Linked DNA regions of Mus musculus: region 1 is linked to region 2. Evidence: chromatin contacts called from public Hi-C data. All regions are on one chromosome and are shown on one strand. Each heading gives the region's core, a stretch centred on a gene start, on an enhancer-like site or on the middle of the called end of the contact. The rest is flanking DNA. Distances are from core to core; before and after follow the strand shown. Region 1 overlaps 9030622O22Rik (a long non-coding RNA gene). Region 2 has its middle 4.2 kb from the start of Gm35579.

Evidence for each region. A called contact is a pair of places that touch in the nucleus more often than the background predicts.
Region 1: a contact with region 2 is called in a Hi-C map of liver, with 1.9 times the contacts expected there. The contact joins two enhancer-like sites. A contact is called at or near these places in 1 of 39 promoter capture datasets (liver), 3 of 484 Hi-C or Micro-C datasets (embryonic fibroblasts, liver and nephron progenitors) and 4 of 115 datasets of contacts at active chromatin or transcription factors (embryonic midbrain, embryonic stem cells and pancreatic cancer cells).

The regions. Positions count from the first base shown.
Region 1 is chr2:148,021,139-148,027,090 of GRCm38.p6, reverse strand. 9030622O22Rik (a long non-coding RNA gene) reads left to right here. Exons shown (of 13, transcript XR_866820.3): 4 at 3,294-5,108. Among named protein-coding and RNA genes, the nearest start is that of 9030622O22Rik, 16 kb to the left of the region's middle. Within about 2 kb of position 2,625, at least 23 of the 459 cell types and tissues checked have an H3K27ac peak or open chromatin away from gene starts, as enhancers often do. A contact at or near this core is called in liver, where this site is marked.
Region 2 is chr2:147,901,853-147,907,522 of GRCm38.p6, reverse strand. No RefSeq gene overlaps it. Among named protein-coding and RNA genes, the nearest start is that of Gm35579, 4.2 kb to the right of the region's middle. Within about 2 kb of position 2,287, at least 27 of the 459 cell types and tissues checked have an H3K27ac peak or open chromatin away from gene starts, as enhancers often do. A contact at or near this core is called in liver, where this site is marked.

The DNA.
Region 1 (5,952 bases), core at 1,376-3,875, 120 kb before region 2:
CCTTCTCCTTCTAATGCTATGCACACACAGGGAAAAAATGAATAAAGCCATTATTCTGGGAAAAGTAATTTCAGTTAAATGTAGGCAGACACACCATCTGACCAATTTCCAGGTTTTAAAGGGGTTCAAGAAGAATATTATGTAAACAGCTGGCTGCCTTGTCTTTGTTGCATGCCTGCTTTCAGTCTAACTTGTGTTCTACCTCTGTAGTTGTTCCTTTAAAGTATCAGAGCTACTAATGTATGGCTTTTAAAATCTAGAGCTAGCAAAGTCAAGAACAACTTTCTACCTACCCTGTCATATTAATTTACTGTCTGCACTTAGGCATATTTACTGGACTTCTGAGTATCTATATTTCCTCCTCTGGGAAACAGCATCAAGATAGCTTAGCTGTGACATGGTTACGAACAATACCTTTAAAGAAAACTCAGGGTTTTTGTTTTCTGTTTTGTAAATATTTGCTTTATAAGCATGGATTGTGTTGCAACTCTGGCTTGGGATTCTGATTAGATGTGGAGCATTGTTTCAGCAGAAGATAGTTATCATATTACTTAGCAATGAAAGCTTCTAGCTTGAGCAAATTGAATTGTGTAAGTGGAAATACTCTGTATTCCACACTCCAGTCTAGTAAATTCTTTTCTTCATGGAATGAAGGAGGAGACAGAGCCCCTACATGATATTTTGTGTCCTAGGTGGAACTCATATGGTTTTTGTTGTTGTTGCTTGTTTGTTTTGTTTTGTTTTGCTTGTTCTCTTTGGTGACATTTTAAGTTGCTAATTAAGGCATTAATAAAATATACCTGAATACCTTAGGATAGAAGGGATCAACTCTATAGTAAAAATATAAAAAGCCTCAAACATGCCACCAAGGAGTTAATCTTTTCTTTTCCCCTTTTCATACAATTCCAACAGGGTCACTTTTCTTTTTCCTTCCTTCCTTCCTTCCTTCCTTCCTTCCTTCCTTCCTTCCTTCCTTCCTTCCTTCCTCCTGTTCTTTTCTCTTCCTCCTCCTCCTCTTATTCCCTTTTCTCCTCCTTTTTTAGTTTTTCTAGACAGAGTTTCCTGACTGCCCTGGAACTCACTTTGTAGACCAGGCTGACTTTGAATGCAAAGATCCACCTGTCTTTGCCTCCCAAGTGCTTTTCTTGCTGCATATTCAGGGGAGGGAGAGAAAGGATCTCATTCTATAGCTTGGTCTAGTCTTGTGATCCTCCTGCCTCAGCCTCTAGAATGCTGGAAATATAACTCTGTGGTATTGAACAGGCCTCTTTTAGCTGCACTCTTGTTTTCTCTAGATCTGCTTATTCACAACTTGTGGAACAAAAAGATCAGAGGAACGAGGTTGGCAGATCTGTTTGCCTAAGAGCACCATGTGACTGAGGAAGCACACAAGCTTCTCCCCATACTGAACTTTGACCCTCACAAAAATGTCCCCAAAGGCCACGGCACTACAGTCAGATGACCCTGCATACTTTCTTCAGTGTTAGCTACATCTAAACAGAGAAGTGAGACAAAACAAGGCTGGCTTTTAGAGAGGTAGTGGTTGTCCTGGCCCAGGTGGGTGCTGTGCTTGCTGTACAAATGTAGACAACAACAAAACATCAGCCATGAGAACTGTCAATGGAAAGACCTTAAAATAAAAAGTGTTGATTTGCTCTTCCTGCAGGACTGAAGTTATCCAAGTTATCCACCAACTCAAAAGCAATCATTTGTGGTGAAAGCTGGCTGGTTACCCATACCTTGGGTACAATTGGGGGCTTTTTTTTCTTGGTGGTCTGGACAATATTGGGGGTTAATCTATGCTTCTCAGAAAGATGACTAGGAATAAGAATAGAAAAGCATCCTGGGGGACTATCTTGGGAGGTCAGAGCAGGCTGAGCAAAGAGCTTCTGAACCCAGTAAGACTTAACCAAAAACCAGGCCACACTCAACAACTATTGAGTAGTCAGGGAATAAGTATGCCACACACCTACAGTGATGCTTTCTCTCTCTCTCTCTCTCTCTCTCTCTCTCTCTCTCTCTCTCTCTCTCTCTCTCTTCCTTCTTCTTTTCTTCTTTCTTTTAAATTAGGATTTTATTGTTTTATTATATATTCATTGATGTTTTGGCTGCATGTATGTCTGTGAGGGTGTCAGATCCCCTGGAACTGGAGCTACAGACAGTTGTGATCTGCCATGTAGGTGCTGGGAATTGAACCTGGGTCCTCTGGAAGAGCAGCCCACATGCTCTTAACCAATGAGCCATCTCTCCAGCCCCGGTGATTCTTTTCTGTGTCGCAAATGCGGAGAGACTTTTAGTGTTCTGTACTCCAAGGTGATGAAGGACATACAGAAAATGAAACACAACCTGTTTAAAGTAAAACACACCAATCCCAGAGTGCAGCCTGCCACTTCCCCTGCCCTTATGAAGGTCTTCTCTAGCTGGGGCACGAGCTGAGTTGGAGTTTGTATGTGTAAATTTTTCTAGGTGCTTTGTTTCTATGGAGAGGATTCCAGAGGCTCTTGAAGTCCTCAGCCTTAAATCCATGTTAATAGGGGAAGTTTTCTTCCCCCACTTGGGGAGGTTTGGTTGGGAGAAAACTGACCCTGAGTGCACTCTGGGCAAGCTAGGTCGGAAGAGCTGATACGGTCTGCAGGGTACTTATTAACCACTGTTCATTTGCAGGATCGATATTTCCAGCAGAGGAGTCAACACTGCAGATATACCATTTTGTCTGGCTCTTGCCTTGACACAACAATTTATTTAATAAATGCATCTCCTGCAGAAGAAGGCACCGGGCACTGTGTCTTTTATCTGCAGGATATGCAAAGCGCATTTATTCAGCTTTTATCTCTGGAATTGTATGCTGATCCCATACATATAGATTGATTTTGTTCAGGTAGATAATGAAAAGTCAAGTGGAAAATTACACAATGGCACTCACGATCCCGGTCTTATATCGGTATATAAATTGGTTTATTATTTCATTCTATTAAAGGGGCTCTCCTCTTCAGGAAAACTTAAAAATGCACTGTATTGTCTGCCCATCTGGATTTTCTTGGGAGAAAGAGCTTGGAAGGAGGGAGAGAGCAAGATGATTTCCATTTTTCCATTCTTTTGGTTAATTGTACCAGATAAGTGACCGGCACCCTAGGGTGTCCTGGGGACTATTTGTTTCCCACAGCCCACTTCAGAGTCGAGTCAGGGGCTTCTGTGACTCGGATCATTATGGATGAGAATAAATCTGCCCCTCACAAGTATCCTCTTACAAAGGTGAATATTTTTACTAAAGGCAATTTATGATTTTGTCCCAGTGACTGAAAGTGGCAACTCCCTCTGGACTGTGTGAGGGCCAGGGGTGAGAGGGTGACAGCAGGAAGAGGCCACCACCCAAGGACAGCTCTGAGCCGGAATCCTGGAGGAAACGTTATTAATAAACATCTTCTGGACATTTGGCAGCCCGTGGAGCTTGCTCCAGCTTAAAGCAATTAATTCAGGACACCGACATCAACTCTCCAGGTCTTTGACAGCTTGGAGCCGAAATAAAAATGCTAGTTCTCCGGGGAAGAGGGGAGGAGGGCCCGCTCTTTGCTGGACTGTTTGCTTATGGGCCCAGCGAGCAACCTTCCCTGCAGAATGAAATGCAAGGTCGCACACAACGAACCGGCAGAGAATAGAAGATGGGAACGAACAGTTTGAACTATTTGCTCAGCAGAAGGGCACCACAATGCTGGGGTAGTGGCTTTCCCATGCATCCACTGTCCCTTCTTTGGGATCTTTTGTTGTCCCGTCTCCTTTGGCCAGATAAGAACACAGCTGCAGCCTTGTGGCTAAGTAAGGCTTCACTTATCCCCTTAAATCTCGGGGTGTCTTTTACTGTACCAGGCATAGATCAGTTCTTTCTTTTGACCAGGGGACTGGGAGGGAGGGAAGGAAGAATTGAGGGGGAGGGAACAGACGGAAGACTCTCACATTGCTGATGTCTGGTTCATGCCTTTCTTTCTCTCCTTTTTAAATCCAAGCTGGGATAAGATGTGATCTTTGTGGGCCAGTTTTATTAAAGGGTCAGTGTTTTGTGCCAAAATGTTGCCTCTGGGTGAGAGCTGTGTGTGTATGCTGTGTAGGGAAGAGTAGTTTTTAAAACTGAGTGTCAAGCCATTTTCAGATTCCGTCAGCTGCTAAAATAGGGCAGAATTTGAAGGAGTTAATTTAAAAATTATTCAACTGCAATAGTAAGTTTCTGAATATGAATTTGGGTTCTTCCTCTGGCAGTTCATTTGTTCCAAAGTGTGTAATGGTGGTGTATCATATTCGAAAGAGGTTGACCCAGAGATGGGGCATAAACGTGCTTCTGTACTTGCTGGAAATTACACTTATTCCCAGAGTAAATTCCACCTCCAGCATCAGTAATGTGCTCTCTCCTACATGCACCCTCGTACAAAGCACAGCTTGTTTTAACCACCACAAAAGAAAGTGGACACATGCATAGCCTTCCGTTTATATCGAAGTTGACATTTCTGAAGTTATTTTAAAGACAAAAATTGAACTGAGTCTTTGTGCTGCTGGATGCTGTCTTCTGACTCCATGGACTTTACCACTAGTTGGGAGTGAGGCTCCTCTGACTCTTAATTCTATTGTAATAAGGCTGATTTAGCATGAATGGTCTTACAAGGTGAAAAGGCAAAAAAAGTTTTATGCCAAAGAAAATGCTTTGCTATGAGTGCATGAAACATTCGCCATCCAAAGTCCATGTGCTCCCAGTAAGTTTGGGGACTTTGAATGCTTGAATGTCTGTGTCACGTCTGTTTTCCCACTAACAAAACTGGTAGGGAAAAACCTCTTCCCTATGATTTTTTCCTGCTGGGTGGTCAGAGGGAAAGGCCAGGAAGCCAAAGGCCTCCCATTGAGACACTCCTCTGTAAGAAGCGACCTCACATGGTGCCTCTGGGGCACCTGTTCATCTCTGCTCACTGTGGGGGTGTGCTGTGAGCCCAGCAGCCAGAGGCCACGTGTCAACTCCCACTCCTGCTAGAGGGCTCTCCTGCAGGGAAACTGCCACCAACAACATAGTCACCACACACGGCCTCTAAACTGTACACAGGCAGAGCTGGGAAGTGATTTTGATGGCAGTGAGTATTATATGAGTACTATATTCATGTGTGTGTGTGTGTGTGTGTGTGTGTAGGGAGAAAGAGATATCTTTTGAAAGAGACATTTGCAAATGTTTGATGACATTTATGAACAGACCAAAATAAAGACTCGTATCAAACGTGTCATCTTTTGCTATGATTTTCTATACACACATAAGAAATAGATAATAGTCTTAAAAATGAATTAGATATTTAAGTCCTGTTCCAGTTTTTCTGCTTTTCTTTTCTTTTCTTTTCTTTTCTTTTCTTTTCTTTTCTTTTTTTTTAACAGACATTTCATTGTATCCTCTAATAAAGGAACATGTTTTTTTGTTTGGTTGGTTTTTTTTTCCCCTCTGACTATATGTTTAGGGGACCTGCCTTCCATTTCTTTCCAAACGGAGGCTGTAGCAGCGACGTTAACCAGTCCAGACAAATGTATTCATTTATTTCTTTTTCTAACTTTGGTCCAGGGATTATTTTTTTCATTGTGACATTTTAAGATAGGTCTAAAAATCATGTTGAATCATGATGAATAATTTGAAAACCAGGTAGGGAATCCTCTTCTGCGAGAAAGACTTTCTTCCTCCCGAGCCCACGGCTCTCCTCACGAGGGATACCGGGTTTTTATTTCTGATTTCTGGAAGGGTACAAAGCTGCACGTGTTGGGAGACCCCCGGGGGAGGAGCATCACCAAGGAGGGGGGCAATCTCACAAATAATGAATTGAGTTTAAAGACTGTGGTCAAATGCAAGGAACAAGTGATACTGATCTTATATGTAAGGGGCCTGGACATCACACCAGCTGCCATGGGGTTTGATTAATGAGGCATTAAGGGGATCGA
Region 2 (5,670 bases), core at 1,038-3,537:
GCCCACGCCGGGTGGTCAGACTGTTTGTTTAGTAGGATGGGCTGGGGATTGGAAGCCAGGGACTAAAAGGCTCTCACGGCCTTGATGTAAGGGATTGGAAATATTTCACATTTGGTTATAAGCACCAGGAAATGATTATTTTCCTTGAATATCTTGTCTGTTTGGTCAAGTGGGGTTAGGAAGCAAGATATACAAAGCAGAAAGCAGATCACTTTTCTGCTTGGCTTAAGAGATCTGAAGTAGCTTGGGACTGTGGCACTGTACCCTGCTTTCTACTGTCACCATTGGAAGGGGCTGCTCTCTTAGAGCGTACAAGCTGCTCACCTAGACAGGAAGATGGGTGGATGAGTGAATAGGTGGATTCATACATGGATAACTGAACTGTTAGCTAATAGCCACCTAGATGAATAAGTAGATTATAGCCAACTGACAGACAAAATAGACAACGGAAAAATATAAAAAAAATCATTTAACTATTTATTTTAAAATCTTGTTTACAGGAATACCATATCCGAATTACACGTGTAAATCTCACCTTGGGTAAAAACATATGTTATTCTTAAACAAGATTTAGCTGAGAGACCTGTCTGGTGGCACACTTCCTGGAAATTTCTAATGCATAGAGGGTGGGTGTGAAATTTACTCTGAAAGTGCATGAAGGAATTTAACAATTTAAGACGTTCAGTACCAGTCCCTTAGGCTGCCCCCTGTCTCTCTAGAGGTTTCCAGCAGAAGGGCTCCTGCAAGCTCCCTTCCGGCCAGCATCCATCCCCCAAGTTTAGCCAGAGCAGCAGGCGCAGCTAGGATGAAAAGGTGCCTAAGCAGGGCTTGGCCCACTAAATGTACCTGAGAGAGATGGCGGTGACCCTACCACTGGAAGGCTTTCACTGCACCAAGCCTCCGGCAGTTCACTCAGGTCACCTTCACGCTGTGAGAACAAAGTCGACTGAGCCAGGGTCTCAGCTGCTAGTTCACTGTGTAAACACAGCTCAGACAGCCGCCGGGCTGGTCACATTAGGGTCCCGAGGCTCTCCATTGTTAGGTTATGGATGTGGCTGTAGACTCGCTCGCTTCCAACTGTGCACTAGCTTCTCATCTCATCAACTCTTTCCTATTCCTTAAGAGGTCTCCTAAAGACCCTCTTACAAGACACATCTTGGCCTATCTTACTTTATTTTCCCCAGGCTATCACTCCTACCACTTCCTAGTAATAGGGTCAGCTGCAACGGAAGGTATCTCACGGTGGCCTGGTGATCCCTAGTGGGATATTTTCCTATCCATTCCCAATACAGGGATTTTCTTAAAGTCAGGTATGGGTGAAGCTGGACAAGGTTTCCTCTCCCTGCAGTCGCTCTATTTGTCACCAGTCTTAGCACTGACTCCTGCCAGCCGCTGTTCCCCGAGGCTCTGGTTAATAGAAACTTGGAATGCAGGTTCACACTCCTGCTCTTAGGTGTTCAAGGGTGCTCATTGGAAGGACCCAGACCATCAATCACTGTCCCGAGCTACTTGAAAAATGGTGTGATGGACTGGCCAGCAAAGCCCCTCACTGGGCACCATGCTCGCTGCAATTCAATTAGTCATGGTCAGAGGGAGGCATTATTATTCATACATCACCGATTGTTCCCAAAGTAAACAGAGCCAGGATGAGGTCTCTGATCCTCCCACTGCCTTTAGGCAGGCACAAAAGAAAAAAAGTCCGGAGACAGCAGGGAAGGACATTGTTCTGAATTCTGGTCTTCTTTGCAAGCTTCCCTTAGATCTTGTGGATTTCTTTCTTTTCTTCTTTTTCTCCCTTTCTCTCTCTTTTTTTCTTCCCTCTACAGCCTTACAGATAAGTTCGCTTTGTGTGCATATGCAGACCCAGTTGGATCATTTTATTCTTTTATTGGCATCAATGACAGATCTTCCCACCCGAGGCAGCACACTCCCTCCTCTTTATAATGGATATTGCTTCACAAAAACCAGGAAGTAGATGGTTTTCAACAGTGTGAACGATCCTGTCCGAATATAACAGACCAATAACTTCCCAATTAGCAATAAATAATCCTGCAGAAATAAAGGTGACATTTGTGTTTTGTAAAGTGCTAACCAAATTAGCCATGGCCTGGCCAACCCCCATCTGTTTATCAGTTTAGCCCAGTGCAAGTGAACCCAAGATAAATGCCAGTTTCCCTTGGATAAATTTTACAGCCATGCCGAAACTGCCAAAGCACACAGGAGAAGTCAAAGCAAATCTGTGTTCTCATTGACAGAAAAGTCAATTCTGAGGCCAGACTTAGGCAAGAGCCTGCAGTCCCCCAACCCCTCCTAACTCTAGTTTTGTATGTTTATAATAGGGCTGTTTTCTCTGGTAGGGGAACGAGCCAATTTAGGGAGCTGAAAGTTCAATTGAACAAGCTCTCCTTGAGACAAGGCTGGCTGGAGCCAGTCAGCAGGAGGAGGCAGGAAAGCAGACCCACCTTCCAGCTCTGCTTTGCCTGAGTGGCACCAGGGCTAAATATCCCATGATAATCTCAGGCATCTGGACACAAGGAGCTTGCTCCTACTTTTTTCTGTGAGGCCCTTTGATGGTCACTGCATTCTGAGACTCAGTCCAGGTGGGCTCATCGGACCCAATGTCCTGGTGCACAGACACCTCTATCCCCAAGTCCTCAGGCCCATCAACCACTGCAGGGACACTTGTCTGTAAATAAGAATCAACATAAGCCTTTCACAAAACATACTTCCAGCTTGACCCCAGAAACTGTCCCACCCCAATCTCCAGGAGGAAAAGTCCTTGTTATTTGCAGTTGAACAACAAATCACTGCCCTGTGCCTAGACCCCTCCTTGCAGAGAACAGACTGTAGGAAAGGGTTCTCAATTTCTGAAAGTGTAACTTTACCTGCAGACCATCTTCACTGACAGTCCACTTCACCCAAGCCCATTCCCTTTCTGCAGAGCATCCAATGACCAATGGATGTGTGAGCAAATATGTCCACTATCCTGGCCCTCCATATGAGCATTCTGATGCTGCATTCCATTTCAGAACATGGTATAGGATCCACGGTAGCTTCCTTGCATAGCTGTAATGTCCTAGTAGGAGTGAAGATATTCTAGAATACTAGTGTCCTTCCTGTAACTATCAGGCTAGTGAAACAATTGATCCCACGGATTTGGAATTTTTTCAGGAGTCTATGTGGAGTTGAAGGTGGGTAAAGAGAAAGAAGCAATTCAAGTCAGAGGTTAAACTGGAATCCTAGGAACAGATTTTACACAGTCACACCACCCTACAAGGAAGGCATGAGAGACAAGGATGGCTCAGTGATAGACAGTACCACACCTTGGTCAGGGCTGAATGCTTATGCATACTTCTTGCCTTCTGTTTAAATATGAACCTCATGAGGGTGCCCAGAAGATAAACTTTGGGGCCACTCAACCTCTCTATTTCTTCCACTTCAACCTCTCTATTTCTTCCATACACCCAGTATGGCTGTATTGAATAAATTACTTTACACTGTTGCTTATAGATTTAATTGATGTATGGAGGACCAGTGGCCAAACCTAGCTCGTTATAGTGCCCAGAACCCAGGCTTTGGCAGTAAAAGTTCAAGTAATACAGGTATCCCTAAGCCTCTGCATGACCCATTTCTTACAAGTTAAATGCCATCCAAGAAGGAGAACTATCCTAGTACATGTGATAACATCTGAATACCGACACTAACTAATTTATAAAGAAGAAAACGGATGTTGCTGGTGAAGGTCTTCTGCTGCAGTACTACATAACAGCACACGAGGAGACCAAGCAAGCAATGCTAACTTGGGGCCTCTACAATGCCACTAACATCATCTTGAGGGCCCCACTCTCATGGCCTTATTTAACCCCAATTACCAGCAAACTATTCTTCATAAGTTTGGCAGCTTCAGGCACTCAGTTACAGCAACAGAAAACAAACTAAAGCTAAGATCCCAAGTTAGAAATGACCAGCTGAGTCTAGTTAATTTGGAGAATCACGAGAGACGATATCAGTAAATGATCTGTGAAGGTTTCTTCCAAGGCAGGTCCAGTGGTTACATATCAATAGATGAGTTTGAACAACTGAGTGATTCCAAAGCAGGGACTTCTTTGTTATACATGCCAGGATATTAACTTGATATATATGTACTACTTAGAAGGTAAAGTGCTTCTAAAACTACCCAGACAGAAGGAACCCTTTCAACACTTGTACAATTTCTCTTATGTGCTTTACTGCAGATGAGTGGGTAGAAGCCTTTAGACCTGTGTCCATGCCCATCTCTTACATATGACTCACCTTTACATCCTCTGAAGAAAATGGGGAGGAGTCAATATCTAGGATGCTCCTTGAAGGGCAAGCAGGACATGTCATGTTCACAACTCAGCTTGTGCACTTTATTATGGGCACCCGTGGAACCCATTTTCTCCATCTTATACACAGTTGACCCATTATCTGTTTTTTCAGACAAATTAAAAGTGTCTGTTTCTTAATGTGGTCAGAGGCTGCTGTTTCTAAGCCTGCATCTATCTATCTAATCTATCTCTCTCTCCCTCCCTCCCCCTCTCCCTCCCTCCCTCCCCCCTCTCCCTCTCTCTCTCTCTCTCTCTCTCTCTATCTATATATATATATATACACACACACACACATATATATATACATACACACACACGTATATATATGTATATATATATATACACACACACACATATATATACATATATACACATCTATCTGTAGTTCAGGCTGCTGTAATAAAAGAACCATGGTCTGACAACTTCTAAATGGCAGGCATTCTTTCCCACAGTTTTGGAGACTGAGAAGTCCAAAATTAAGCTCCTAAGTTGTGGGGTTCTCAGTTCTCAGTGAGTCCTGACCTGGGGATGGCCATCTTTTTCCTGTGTCCTTACATGAAGCAGAGAAGAGTTTAGATCTCTCCTCTTCTTTTCAGATAACTCATCCTACCACAGGAACCTGCTGTGGTTTATGCCAACCTAAGTACCTTCTCCCAAATGCCATTTACAGGTGTCATCACTCAGGGAGCTAGGACTTCACCATGTGGATGTGCGGACCACATAGACCCTCAATCCGTATATACTATGTACTGAGGGTATAGTATTATTATTAAAATGCTAATAAAGTATAATAAACTAGTAAATATTCATTCAGATTTGAAATATTATATTTAGCAAAACGGTTATCATACTTTTAGATGATTGCAATCATACATTTATTATTATTATTACTACTACTAACCATTTTAGCACTTCAAAACAAGATTATTTACTAAATTTTTTGTTATTGTATTATGCTAGGATGAAGCCCAGACCCTCACTCATGTTACATAAATGTTCTGCTTTTAACACACATGCTCAGCCCAGGGGTGACATGCCAATTATCCTGAAATTAACTCTATAGATTGATGTGTTCAGATTATCCATGGAAGATCTAATTTAGTTTTGTTTTTTTTTTGTTGTTGTTGTTTTTCAACCACACTGATTCTGAATGCTTTTCTTTTTAACAATTCTGTTTATGGGCTCAAAAGGTCAAGACATCTCAAAATAAGAAGCCAAGAGACAAGGATTTGGACATCTCTTCTGGTGGTACACCCAAATGAAGAACTGGGTAGACCAAGAGGAAATCTTCAAAATCAAGAAGGATGCTGGGACCGTGCAC